3 separate regions of the Sus scrofa genome follow, and regions 2 and 3 are each linked to region 1. A link is a contact called in public Hi-C and HiChIP or PLAC-seq data. All regions are on one chromosome and are shown on one strand. Each heading gives the region's core, a stretch centred on a gene start, on an enhancer-like site or on the middle of the called end of the contact. The rest is flanking DNA. Distances are from core to core; before and after follow the strand shown. Region 1 holds the start of TGIF2 (homeobox protein TGIF2). Region 2 holds the start of NDRG3 (protein NDRG3). Region 3 holds the start of DSN1 (DSN1 homolog, MIS12 kinetochore complex component).

The links. Hi-C and Micro-C count contacts between places; a contact is called where the count stands out from the background. HiChIP or PLAC-seq counts read pairs in DNA pulled down with a chosen protein or histone mark.
Region 2: a contact with region 1 is called in a Hi-C map of heart right ventricle, with 2.7 times the contacts expected there. The contact joins the promoter of NDRG3 here to the promoter of TGIF2 in region 1. A contact is called at or near these places in 2 of 47 Hi-C or Micro-C datasets (embryonic fibroblasts and heart right ventricle) and 1 of 2 datasets of contacts at active chromatin or transcription factors (alveolar macrophages).
Region 3: a contact with region 1 is called in an H3K27ac HiChIP or PLAC-seq map of alveolar macrophages. The contact joins the promoter of DSN1 here to the promoter of TGIF2 in region 1. A contact is called at or near these places in 1 of 5 promoter capture datasets (fetal liver) and 1 of 2 datasets of contacts at active chromatin or transcription factors (alveolar macrophages).

The regions. Positions count from the first base shown.
Region 1 is chr17:39,838,819-39,842,905 of Sscrofa11.1, forward strand. It overlaps TGIF2 (homeobox protein TGIF2), which reads left to right and starts at 1,831. Exons shown (of 3, transcript XM_021077897.1): 1 at 1,831-2,080. It overlaps LOC110257438 (a long non-coding RNA gene), which reads right to left and starts at 1,740. Exons shown (of 4, transcript XR_002340023.1): 1 at 1,439-1,740.
Region 2 is chr17:39,986,205-39,990,049 of Sscrofa11.1, forward strand. NDRG3 (protein NDRG3) reads right to left here and starts at 1,550. Exons shown (of 16, transcript XM_021077356.1): 1 at 1,388-1,550.
Region 3 is chr17:40,015,277-40,019,362 of Sscrofa11.1, forward strand. It overlaps DSN1 (DSN1 homolog, MIS12 kinetochore complex component), which reads right to left and starts at 2,080. Exons shown (of 11, transcript NM_001243366.1): 1 at 1,906-2,080; 2 at 373-415; 3 at 1-147. The coding sequence starts at 400.

The sequences.
Region 1 (4,087 bases), core at 581-3,080:
CCAGAAGCAACTTTGCTATTCAGCTCCCAGGTGGCACCACTGCAGGCTAAAAGGAGGAATGAGCTGCTCTCTTCCATTTGCCCCAGTGAACCTCGTCTAGCACAAGACTTAGGAAGCACTGGCCTAGGGGGCTTCTGCTGCCCCAATTTGCAGGGAGGTCTCTGGGCTCCAGCCCAGGGTCAGTGGCTTTCCCAAAATGGGCAGAGTCCGGCTCTCAGAGTGCAATGCCTGGCACCAAGTACCAGGGACAGTCACATCTCCTGGCTCATCTGGCTGCCCTTCAGGTCCCCCACTAAGTCCCCTATCCCACACATGCTCTGTGATTCTAGTGATCAGGGCCCTGAAGTTTTACCTTTCTTACCTGAGACTCCTCAAGCCTTCCTCTTTCTCTCAGAAGGCTATAGACAGAGCATCACTTTCCCAAGAAATTGTTTGGGGTCTCCACTCTGGGCCTCAGTTTCCCCATCTGTGAAATGGAGAGTGCAATGCAGCGGCACTGACCCTCTGGGATTGCTGTAAGGAGAGTAGTGTGGCCGACGAAGTTCTAAGCATTTGCAGATTGGTCTGCCCTCAATGGGGAGTCCAGGTGCACCTTAACAATCATCATCAGCATTCTGATTGGCTTAGGGCCTGGGGAGCCAACTAAATTTTTGTTTTCAGAGTTATCCATAGTTTAAGCACAGTTAAGACCAAAAGCCATTTATTGCAAAGCTGCTGATTTCCAAGCTCAACGGCCCTAAATATCTGGGGTTAGATGAGGAACCAGAGGCCCAGAAAAGGCCTTGCCGATTTTTAGGCTGATTCTGTGCTTCGCTCTGCAGGGCACAAAGTCTTCTAGGAAGGCCAATAGGTTGGTCAACAGGTATTTCACAGTATGCGGAACAGAGAGCAAAGAGCAGGGAAGAGAGTGCTAGCAGGGCTGGAGAAGACCAAGAGAACTGTCCTGGAGTTAGGTGTTGTGGGCAAAGAAGAAAGACACCATCTAAAAAGCAAAAAAAAAAAAGAAAGAAAGAAAGAAAGAAAGAAAAGAAAGCAGCCAGGAGCCCCGAGGGCTCCTTGACAGGTGGTCTGCCTCCTTCAAGGGCCGGCTCAATCAGATAAGGACTTGGCCTCCACTGTGGTACCCACCTGGGCTGAATAACTCTGGTTGACTGTGAGACAAGGAGCAAAGTCAAGAGCAGCTTATGAGCAAACCGAGGACTTACAGGACATGTAACAGCACCTACCCCATCATCTGAGGGTGATACACACGCAGTGCCTCGCTTAATGGTCACTGCGTATTAACACTCCTTAAACATTGGCTGTTTTCAGCTCTGGCTGCCTTGCGTGATAGACCCTGGGGCTACATGCTTTGGGGTAATGCTCAAGAAACCTTTCTACCCGACTCTATGAGCCCCTAGGGGCAGAACAGGCGTCGCATTCAAACCCCGTTTCTTACCAGCTGGGATTAAATCCCTGGACTAACGGGGCCTCAGTTTCCTTTCCGTGCAATGGGAAAAATCAAACCGCCGGCGGGAGGTCCTGATGAAGGGAGCGGACTAACAAACATCAAGATTTGCATTAATTCTCCTCTCCGTAACGGCCCTCACCCCCAGAATGGAGCACACAGTAGGCGCTCCGGAAATGCTCTCCGAAAGGAGGAACGGGCCACTTCCTGCCCCCAAGCGGACTATCCCGATCTACGTTCCCACCACTCCTCTACGAAGGCCATGTGGCATTCCTGAGGGTGGGGGTGGGCGCAGGAAGAAGGTGCCCTCCCGGCCCCGCCCCCTCCGGGTGCGGTGGGCGGGGCAAAGCCCCTCGCTGCCGCTGGCCCGCCCCTCGGGGGGTGGGCGTAGCTCACCGCGCTCCGCACAAAGTTTGTTTTCTCGCTCCCGGCGGGTGGGGGAGGGCGAGGAGAGCGCGGAGGGGAGGAGAGGGGATCTGACGTCAGGGCGCGAGGTGCTTTCCAGCCGCGAGCTGTCAGGCCGAGTGTCAGGCCCGGCAGGTACGCGGCGCGCTCCCCCGGCGCCCCCCGCCCTCTGCCGGGACGCCCGGGACCCAGCCCCAGGCCGCGTGGACGGAAAAGCCGCTGGGAAAAGTCAGTGCGGGGCGCAGGAGCGGGGGCAGATGGGGGCGGGGGGCGCGCGGTCAACTTGGAAAGTTTTTTTTCTCGGCCGAGCGGGGGAGGGGGCGTCGTCCTAGCGCGTGCGGTTGTGGGTGTGTGAGCTCTGGTGTGTTTGTGAGTCCCGACTGCGGTGTGTTGGCGGGGCCCGTTGAGGGGTTGTCCCACCCCCCTGGAGGAAGTTGGCTCGGGGCCCTTTTGGGGGACCCAGCTCCCTAGGATCCTACCCGGGGAGAGGGCCGCCCCGGCCCCGGGCCGGGGTGAACGCACGGGGGGGGCGGGTTTGTTTGGTTTCAAAAGTGCACGTTGCTAACCGCCGGCAGTCCCCCCCAACCCCCCGCCGCGGCTGAGCCGGGGAGGGGCCCCCGAGAGTGACAGCTGCGGGTGGGGGCAGCGGGAAGGTCCCGGAGCTGGTGGGGGGGGCGGGAGCCCGCTCGAGTTCCCCTTTCCTTTGGAACAAAGGAAAGTCTGTTTCTGAGGCATCTGTCACTCCCAGGCGGGCCAAGGAAACGGGGCGCGTGGGGCCGGCTACCCGAAGAAAGTTTATGCGTGCCGGGACCCTCGGACAGGCGAAGCGTGTGCCGAGCCTCCCGCGGGGGAAACGCGCAGTCTCCGGGGCAGGGGGCGGCCAACATGGAGTCTGGGCGCAGGGTTGGGGGGGGCGGTGCGGAGGTGGGAGCCCAGCCCCCTCCCCTCCCCCTCCGGGCCGAGTTCGGAGCACAAAGCCGAGCGCGCAGGCTCGGCCGGCCCCGCGCCCCGAAGAGTCAGCCAGCGCCGTGTGGCGGGGGAAGGGGGTGGGAACCAAACTTTTTCCTGCCCCGGGACAGACACGTGAGTTTTCTTTCTTCCAGAGCCCCCGCCCCAGAGGGATTTCTGGCCCGCGGGGCAACTGAAGCTCCGAGACGGATGCGGGGTGGGGGACTGAGGTGTGCTGGCGCCCCGAGCGCAGGCCGATTCTCGGCCGCCCAGGGAGCCATGTGCTCCAGGTCGGGTCTGGGCCGCGGGGGAGGCTGCGCGCTTTGTGTGAACTGCTGGGAATGCAGCGTGAGTGCTTGGCCCGGGGGAGTGTCGACGGAGCTGGGGGAGTTGTCAGAAAGTTCGTGCCGGAGTGGCTGCAGGTCGGTGCTGTGGCTGGCCAGTTAGGGTTAAAAACTGATCACTGGTGTGATGTCGTCTGGAGTTTTGTCAGTCTGAGAGATTGTGGGTGGGTTGGAGTTATTGGGTGGACGGATATCCAGGAATTGGTTGTATGGTACCAATTCCACAAAGGAAAAGTTGTTCCTTTTAGATGTGGGACTTGTAAACTGTATCTGGTGCATCTATTGGTGAAAGTCCTGGGGGTTCCAGAGGCCAAGCGAGGGGTTGGTACCAGTTATCTGAGTGCTGTTAGAGAGTTGTCTGCTTTAAGTGTGAGGCTGGATGTGAGTGTGGGGTGTGTATGTGGGGAGCCTCCTGAATTGGGATTTGTAAACTTTCGGCTGTATTTGTCGGTGAATATCATGGCTGGGGTGCAGGACACTGGTGGAGAGGTCTGTGTAGACTGAGGGGTCATCTCCAGGGGCCATCCACTGGAACCCTGCAGACTGGGACTTGACTGGCAGCCAGGGTGGAATTTGCACAGATAACCTTGAGTAAACTTCTCACAGCCTGCCAGGGCTGCATCCTGCCTGAGCCCAGATCCCAACTACCCTGGACAGCTAAACCTCGGAAACCTAATCTCAGAAAGCAGCCAGCTGTTGGTGCACTCTGAGGAGTGGCACCTCTAACCAATGCCTGTCTCACCTCTAGGTGGCCTGGCTGGGAGGGTAGACCCTTCCCTAGAAAGCCTGGCCAGGCCAGCCCAGATATCTGGGCTCAGGCCCAAGTGGAGGAAACAAAACCTGGGAGATGCCAGAGTCTGTTGGCCCAGCCTGCTAGGGTGCTGTTAAAAGGCCAAGGAGGGAGGAGCCTTGAGATTCTGGCATCAGCTTATCCTGGAACTTT
Region 2 (3,845 bases), core at 300-2,799, 150 kb after region 1:
TTTGCAGGGGCGGGGGGTGGGGCACCAGTTTGTGCTAGTATTCTGGGGAAGAAACATTCACATATTTTTATAGCTGTCCCTTTGGGACTTTAAATCAGTGAGGCTTCTTTTATCCAGCACTACTTTGTCAATGCTCTCTTTCCCTTTTTACTTTATTTTAAATGAGATGTTCAAGCCTAGCATTGGAACAAAGCCAGAAAGCCCCAGGATAAGGGGAGTGCTCACTAGATTTGCTCTGTCACCTCCAAATTCAACCATCCCAGCTATCCCAGTGTTGGTCTCCCGGCAGCCAGAAAAGCAAAGCCAATAATATCCTCCGGGGACAAAATCTGGATGCAGACAGACAAGGCTTACCCCTGTTCTGCCAGTAAGCCACCGTGAGAGAGCTTTCTTGCCTCCTAAGCCATGAAGCTCCTAGTCTACCTGTGACAGGAAGACTAGCTCTGCAGAAAAAAGGCTGCATAAAAAGAAGGACGCATCAGATGGCGAAGCGCTAAGGTACTGAGATAATCTTAAAATGTTTAGCAAGGTCCCTGGCACACAGCAAGCGCTGGATGAACGTGAGTTATTAATAATATCGCTATTACTATTATTACACTAACAACTCAATTGTACTCTAACCACAAGAAAATACTGTTTTTGCAGCCTACTTTTATGACGTTGAAGAAGCAACTCCAGAGATGCAGGTGTATTTCAAATTGTTTTAAAGGTACAAGATCCAATTCCAACCGCGCTGGCCTGAGAGCCCCAGACCCTGAGTTCAAGAGCCATTCCAGCCTCTCGTCTGGCGCGTGACCTTGGGCAGGGCACCTCACCTCTCTGTGCCTCAGTTTCCTCATCTCTAAAGTGGGGCTAAGAAGCCCCTCCCTCGCATGGTAGTCGCGGGGGTCCAGCCAGAGGGTATTCTTTAGGGCACCAAGACCCTCCAACAACCCCCCCACACCCCGGATGCAAGGGTAGTTCACGGCCCATCTTCCAAGCCCCCCGGCTCCCGGGCGGACGGGGTAGACGAATGCCCGACCCCGAGGCCCACCGAGCTCCACCGCCTGCAGGAAAAGGGGTCGCGTCTGCGGCGGGTCCCTGAAACTGAGGTCCTGGGCACCGAGAGGTGCGGCCGCTGCCGCCTGCACGCTGTAGACGGCGGGTTTGCCGCGGGCCCCCACCGCCCAGGTGGAGAGCGACCGAGAGAGGCCAGATTGCCCCGGAGCCCTCAGGCGAGGAGGGCGGAGGGAGCCCTAGCACCCGGAGGAGGCTGGCAGCGCTGACTGGTGCCCGGCCGCTCTGGGAAGATGAGATTGGGAAAGAGAAGGCAAGGGAAGCAACGACCCCGCGGTAGCACGGCTTGACCCCCTCCCCCCGCGCCAGCCGGGCTGAGGCGTTCACTCACCTGAGGCTCCGGCAGCCGCCGTCAGCTCAGCAGCCCCGGCGGCGCGAGTTGGGCGGGGGAAAAGCTCCGCGGCGCGCAGGCGCACTGAGTGGGCCTGGCGGCGCATGAGCATTATGCCCGCCCGGGGAACTACGAAGATGGTGCCTGAGCTGGCGCCATCTTCAAGGTAGAATAATTGCCGTTCTTGTTCGTGGTTTCAATTCCTCCTGGCCAACTTCGATCTGAAAGTATTGCATGGAAAGTAAACTAGTAGTTCGTAAGTTTTAAAATACTGTGCTGTTCTGAGAAATGTGATGAAATCTCAGCTCCCTCCCACCTGAGCAAGTAAATGATCTCTTGGTTCAGCATAATACACGTTCCTTATATATGGCACCTGCTCCTTAATCACTTAGTGGCCGCCTCTGTTATTAAATCAATTGGTTACTGCAGTGTTTGTGTTCAGCTAATCCTTATTTTACTTTATAAGGACCCCAAAGTGCAAAAGTAGAATTGTTGGTTTTGGATAAGCCAAAGCGAAGCCATAAAGGTCTTCCTTTAAATAAAAAGGTCAAAGTTATCAATTAGGAAAGGAAATTGTTTGATGAGGTTACTAAGATCTGCCATGAGTTTTCTAATCGCGAAATTGTAAATAAGGGAAAAAAATGTGTGCAAACTGCAATAGTTAGAGCCATGATGCACATAAAAATGCTTGGTTGGAGTTCCCGTCGTGGCTCTGTGGTTAACAAATCTGACTAGGAACCATGAGGTTGCAGGTTCGATCCCTGGCCTTGCTCATGGGTTAAGGATCCAGCATTGCTGTGAGCTGTGGTGTAGGCTGCAGATGCCGCTGGATCTGGTGTTGCTGTGGCTCTGGTGTAGGCTGGTGGCTGCAGCTCCGATTAGACCCCTAGCCTGGGAAACTTCATTTGCCACGGGAGCAGCCCTAGAAAAAGGAAAGAAGACAAAAAAAAAAAAAAAAAAAAGTTTTTGGTTAAGAGTGAAAAGGCAGAGAGTTCCCCTGGAGGCCCAGACAGTTAAGGACCCAGTGTTGTCACTGTACTGGCTCAGGTCTCTGCTTTCGCTCAGGTTTGATGATCCCTGGTCCCTGGAACTTCCACATGCTGCAGATGCAGGAAAAAAAAAAAAAAAAAGACCGAAAAGGCATTAAGTTTGTGGGTGGAGGACATGAACAAAATACATACTATGAATGACAACATGTTGCACCAGAAAGCACTGAGCCTGTTGTCAAATCCAAGTCCATGTTTCTCACTCACAGTGAGGCCAAACAAAGTAATAGACCAGAATTTGGAGCAGAGAAAGATTTCTTGCAGGATGGAGCAAGAAAGTCAGATTGTATTCAAAAGGCCCCAGTGGCTTTCAGGGAACAGATTTTTAAAGGCAATGTTTGGAGTGAGGTCCCAACTTTCTTCTGACTGGTTGGTGGTCAGGTAACAAAGTGGTGTTTCAGGAAACTTAATCATCAACCCTCTGGTTCCAACCAGTCTGGGGTCTACATACTTGCGGTCAGCACGTAGTCACTTCTGCCACAGGGTGGGGGTGGGGTGTCTTTGTTTCTGCATAACAACTCTAAGACAGGTGTCAGATTGTTATGTGTAGCCCTTGAGAAGGAACTGGGACTCTGTTTTATCACTAAACTGTTGTTTCTTTTCTTTTCTACTTCTTTATTTATTTATGTATTTTCTATTTTGGCTCTCCCATGGTTTATGGAATTCCAGGGCCAGGGATCAGATCCCAGCTGCAGTTGCAACCTATGCCACACCTGCAGCAATGCCTGATCCTTTAACCCACTGTGCTGGGCCAGGTATTGAACCTGCATCCTGGTGCTGCAGAGATATCTCACTGCACCACAGTATGAACTCCTGAACTATTGTTTCATGATTGCTTTTCCTTTTCTTCAGCATTCCCTCACTTCCCTAATTAGCAACTGCTTGAATCTGCTCTTTGGGACTCAGGAGAAGCCTAGGAGGCTAAAGCTTGTTTCTACAAACAAGAAAAAGGGGGGACATGGAGGGGCTTTTGTACCAGGGAGGACCCTGCCAAATCCTCTCAGTTTCAGACCTATAGGAAGACTTCAGCAAGGGATCCCCTGAAGTGAGTAACACCAAGCCATATTCTACAAGTAAGGATGGTTACATGGACTCAGGGATAGTTTGGACTGAAAAATATAAAAATAACAGAGAGGCTGTGTCTGCTGATGAAGAAGCTGCTGCCAGGTTTCCAGCAGAGTTGAGGAAGTTGATTGAAGAGAAGGGATGAAACTGGGCTCTTCTGGAAGAAGATGCCCAATAGCACCTGAAACCCAGCAGGACCCTGTGAGGCCCTCCTGCTACAAAAGCCTTTCGATGTCCCCATTTCTTGTTTATAGGGGAAAGGCTTCAGCCTCCTAGACCTTCTGTGAGTTCCAAAGGGCAGATTCAAACAGTTACTCAAGCAGGGATGTGAGGGAATGCAGAAACAG
Region 3 (4,086 bases), core at 830-3,329, 180 kb after region 1:
GGCTAGAGCCAAGGTGAATTTGTTCCTCCGAAACGCCTTCGGTCATCTCCAGGGAGGCAGGCGGTTTACTACAGGCTTCCACAGTGTTAGGATCTGATTCCAGTTGATGATCATGAGTCTTAGACGTCACTGGTTCCTCTTCTAGCACTTATTATAAAAAAGCCAAAACACAGAATCAAACCCATCACAACTAGGTATCTGTGCAAAAAGTGGAAAAAGAAAACATATGCCCCAGATCATGGAAATATTGAGGAAGCATCTCTGCAAATATGAGAACAGGTAATTTCAAATCCACCAGGAGTCAGGAAAGCAGGTAGAGCTCAGGAACCTAAACCCAAGGCAAGAAGAGCAGAATTTCACCACAATACTCACCTTCTACAATCTCTGATCCAGAAGTCATCCTGGGTGAAGAACCCTGAATATGGGAAAATGAGATGATCTGTGCTCATTTCAGTCCCAGCCTTGCTAAGACTTTTCTATCCCAAAACAGGCCTTGTGTTTTCCAGTCTCTTTGATTTGCCCCCCTCTCTGCTCCACAAAATTCTACCTGCCTGATGAGACCTAGCTCAATCCCACCTCACCCTCCTCCTCCAGAGAGTATCTGCAGGACTCATCACCTCCTGTTCTGAATTTCTACAGAATTTATCTAGAAATACTCATAACTCCCTTAACACATGCTCCATCTTATCTCCCAATTATTTTGTTTTTAACGAGACCCTAATTCCATTAATTCAGTTGATGGCAGTAGGATCTACACAGTCATCAAAACATGAAAAAAAACACATCAGCATTAATTCTCCAGATCCAAAGGCCTGTAAAATTTTTCTCCGTCACCAGTTATCAATTTAGTTCAGGTCCCATAATTTCTATCACCTCCTCCCCACAGGAGTCTAACAGCCTCTCCACTAGTTTTCATACATGCAACAGTGCTCCTCTCCAATTCATTCTTTAGACAGCAGCAGAGATTCTTCCAGTGAACTCAACACCTTCCAGAAGCCAGTCCCAACCAACCATTCCTGTTTTCTCCTGCCGTCCCATTTCACACACCACTGTGGAATCTTTGCATTCACTGCCTGTCAGACTTACTCATCCCTCTCAATCTAGCTCAGGTGTGAACTTTCACACCACTTCTCTTTGGTACAGTCGGTTGCTCCACCCCTAGGTCTCCCTAGCACTGGCTGTACAGTCTGTTTATGTCTGTCTCCCCAGCCAGACTATTTCTAGTGCCTGTCACAGACAACTGACTCACTGGAAGAGGGCAGGGACATGACTGAGGCATCTCTGTGCATCTTCCATGCTTCCCCCTTTCCCCAGCAGAAATCTGCATGTTGGGGGTGGTGGTGGGGTGCTTAGAAAAGAGAAATGAATGTATGTGGAGACACAACACAGGACAAGGGGTGGGTCAAAGATCTAAATCACCACAATTTCGACTGTATCACTAGATGAAACCAACAACAGTGACTTGTTAAGGGCTTACTATATGCTAGGGCTTTGCCTCATTATCCCATTTAGTCCTTCCCACTGCTTGCTAAGAACCATCATTAATTCCACGTTGCAGATAGAGAAACTGAGGTGCAGAGGGTCAAAAGTCTGGCTCCAAATTGTTATGCAGCCAGCCTAGAGCAGGGGCGAAATTCGAACCAAATTGTGACCCACCCCTAACCCTCAACCACTGTTCTAGAGTCTAGACCGTGGGCTCTGCAAACAGGCACCGAATGAGGAGCTGCCCCCCCTCAGGCTTCATCTCGCCGGGAGATGGCAATGCTCCCTCCCGCCCCCACAGTCCTGCTGTCGGGCGCTGGCGACTGGTGGGATCGCGTCTGGGCCGAGAGGGGTCCAACCCCTAAGAGGCTACTGCGATAGTGGGCCGGACCGCGTCCAGGGAGAGTTCTACTACTTCCTGACCTCAAAGCGACGCCTGTCCAGCACTGAGTCTCCGTTCTCGAAACACAAGGCCTCAGGTATCTCTCCGCGATGCCGAGTTACTTCCGGACGGCCCGCGCAAGTACGCTACTACTTTCCAGTCTGGGTCCGCGGCCCTAAATACCCGCCGGCGCCAACCCTGCCCCTAGTAAAACTCCCGCCGGCCAAGGACGCATGCGCCGCTGGCGGCTTCCCTGACTCGCGCACGCGCAGGCGCAGGCGCACAACGCTAGCTTTCCCTCAAAGTGCATGCGCAAACTGGAGTGCAAGCCTTTTACGAGCTCCGCCCCCTTTGTTGAAGTCTTTCCCCGCCCAGAGTTGGCCGGCCACAGTCCCCACCTTCTCAGCTCCGCCACGCCCAGGGAGTCACTAACTAGGTTACGTCATAGGGTCGGGTCCTTTGCGCAGGATGTGCCCAGAGTCTTTCTAAGAGGGGAAGACAGAGGCCCAGAGAGGTACTTACAGTGCTTTAGCGGATGGGCAATGATGAACCCATGATCCCCCTTCCTTTTATTTTCTTAACTCTAAAAAATGTGGACCGTGACCCTCTCAGGGCAGACTGGGAGCACTTCTTCCAGTCCCGCTCTAGCACATTTTCTCCTTTTGCGGCCCCTTCAGTACTTGGCAAAGTTCAGGAATTCTCCTTTGCAGCCTCATTGCAGGTCACCCCCTCCCCAAACTGCTTGCCACTCTTCTCTCCACCCCTGTTGTTTCTGCTCCTTTGCTCAAGCTGTTCACTCTCTGCCTGGGAAGCCCTTCTCTGCTTGTTCCTGGCGAATTTCTCCAGTTTTAAGCCTCAGCGGAGGATTCATCTCAGAGCCTTCTCTGAGGCCCTAGGCTGAAAAGTAGATGCCCTTTCTGTGCTCCCAGGAGCCCCGTGTGGGCCTGGTCCACTATCCCTTGCTGGCTTGAGGGCTTCCAGATCTCACCATGATGCCATCAGAATGACCCCTTACATGTGCAGTCCTTTCAGACCTGAGACCTCCAAGTGTTGAATTACAAGCAGTCCACAAAATCTAAAAGAAGGGTTGGTGAGCAGCAGCTGGAATGTGACTGTGGTCATCTTTCCACAGCAGCTGTGGTCCTTGGAAAAGTTTCCTGGTGGTAGGCAGAAATTTGCCTTCCTGAAATTTCCATCCTGTGGTTCCAGTATATTAGCTCTCAACAGCCATCTGAAAGCAGAGATTTGCTCTTTGCTCTCTGAATATCTCTTTCTGGGACCGAGTTCCTTCTATGTCCACCCTACCCCTTTTAACTACTCCCTTGTCCATGTCCCAAGAACAGAACCCAGCCAGAACTGGCTGTCCTGGGACCAAGGTGAGTATCTTGCTTCATGGAATCCAGATCCAATACATTCTTTATGTACTTTGACTGCTTTCATTTCTTCCATGGCTCTCTACTGTCCATAGGATGTGGGCATTCCTTCCCTCCTAAGGCACTGTGTGACCTGACCTAGCCTGTTTCATTACTCCCTGTGTCAGTGACTTCTTTCAGCTCTCCAGTTCTGCTCTGCTTTCACACATGCTGTTCCCTCTCCCTGGAGCATCTCCTCTCAGTCTTCTGCCTACAACACACAACTATCTCCTTCATCTGGTCAACAGCTCAAGGATAGATATCAGTTCACATGTCCCTCTGCAGCCTTTCATGATTCCTCAGGCCCATATATTGTTATCCTCATTACCTAGGACAGGCATGGCTGTTGTTAGAATCTCAAAAAAGAGATTTGTATAATTTTCATGGGGTAACTGGCTTCCAAGATGGCCCCTAACGACCCTCACTTCCTGGTGTTTATGCCCATATATAGTTCTCTCCCACAAAGAATAGGGCTAATCTGTACAACCAACAAGATATTGCAGAAATGATAGTGTGTGATTTTCAAGACTTAGTCATAAAAGACATTGTAACTTCTACCCTGCTTTCTTGCATGTCACTTACTCTGAGGGAAGTCAACTGCCATGTTGTGAGGCTGCACAAGCAGCCCTATGGAGAGGTCCACATGGGGGAGGAACTGAGCCTCCTGCCAACACTGACTTGCCAAGCATATGAGTGAGACACCTTGCAAAATGGACCTCCCAGCCCCAGTCAAGCCTTCACATGACTGCTAACCCTTGACTGCAACTTCAGGAGACCCTGAGTCAGAACTATTCAGCTTCTGAATTCCTA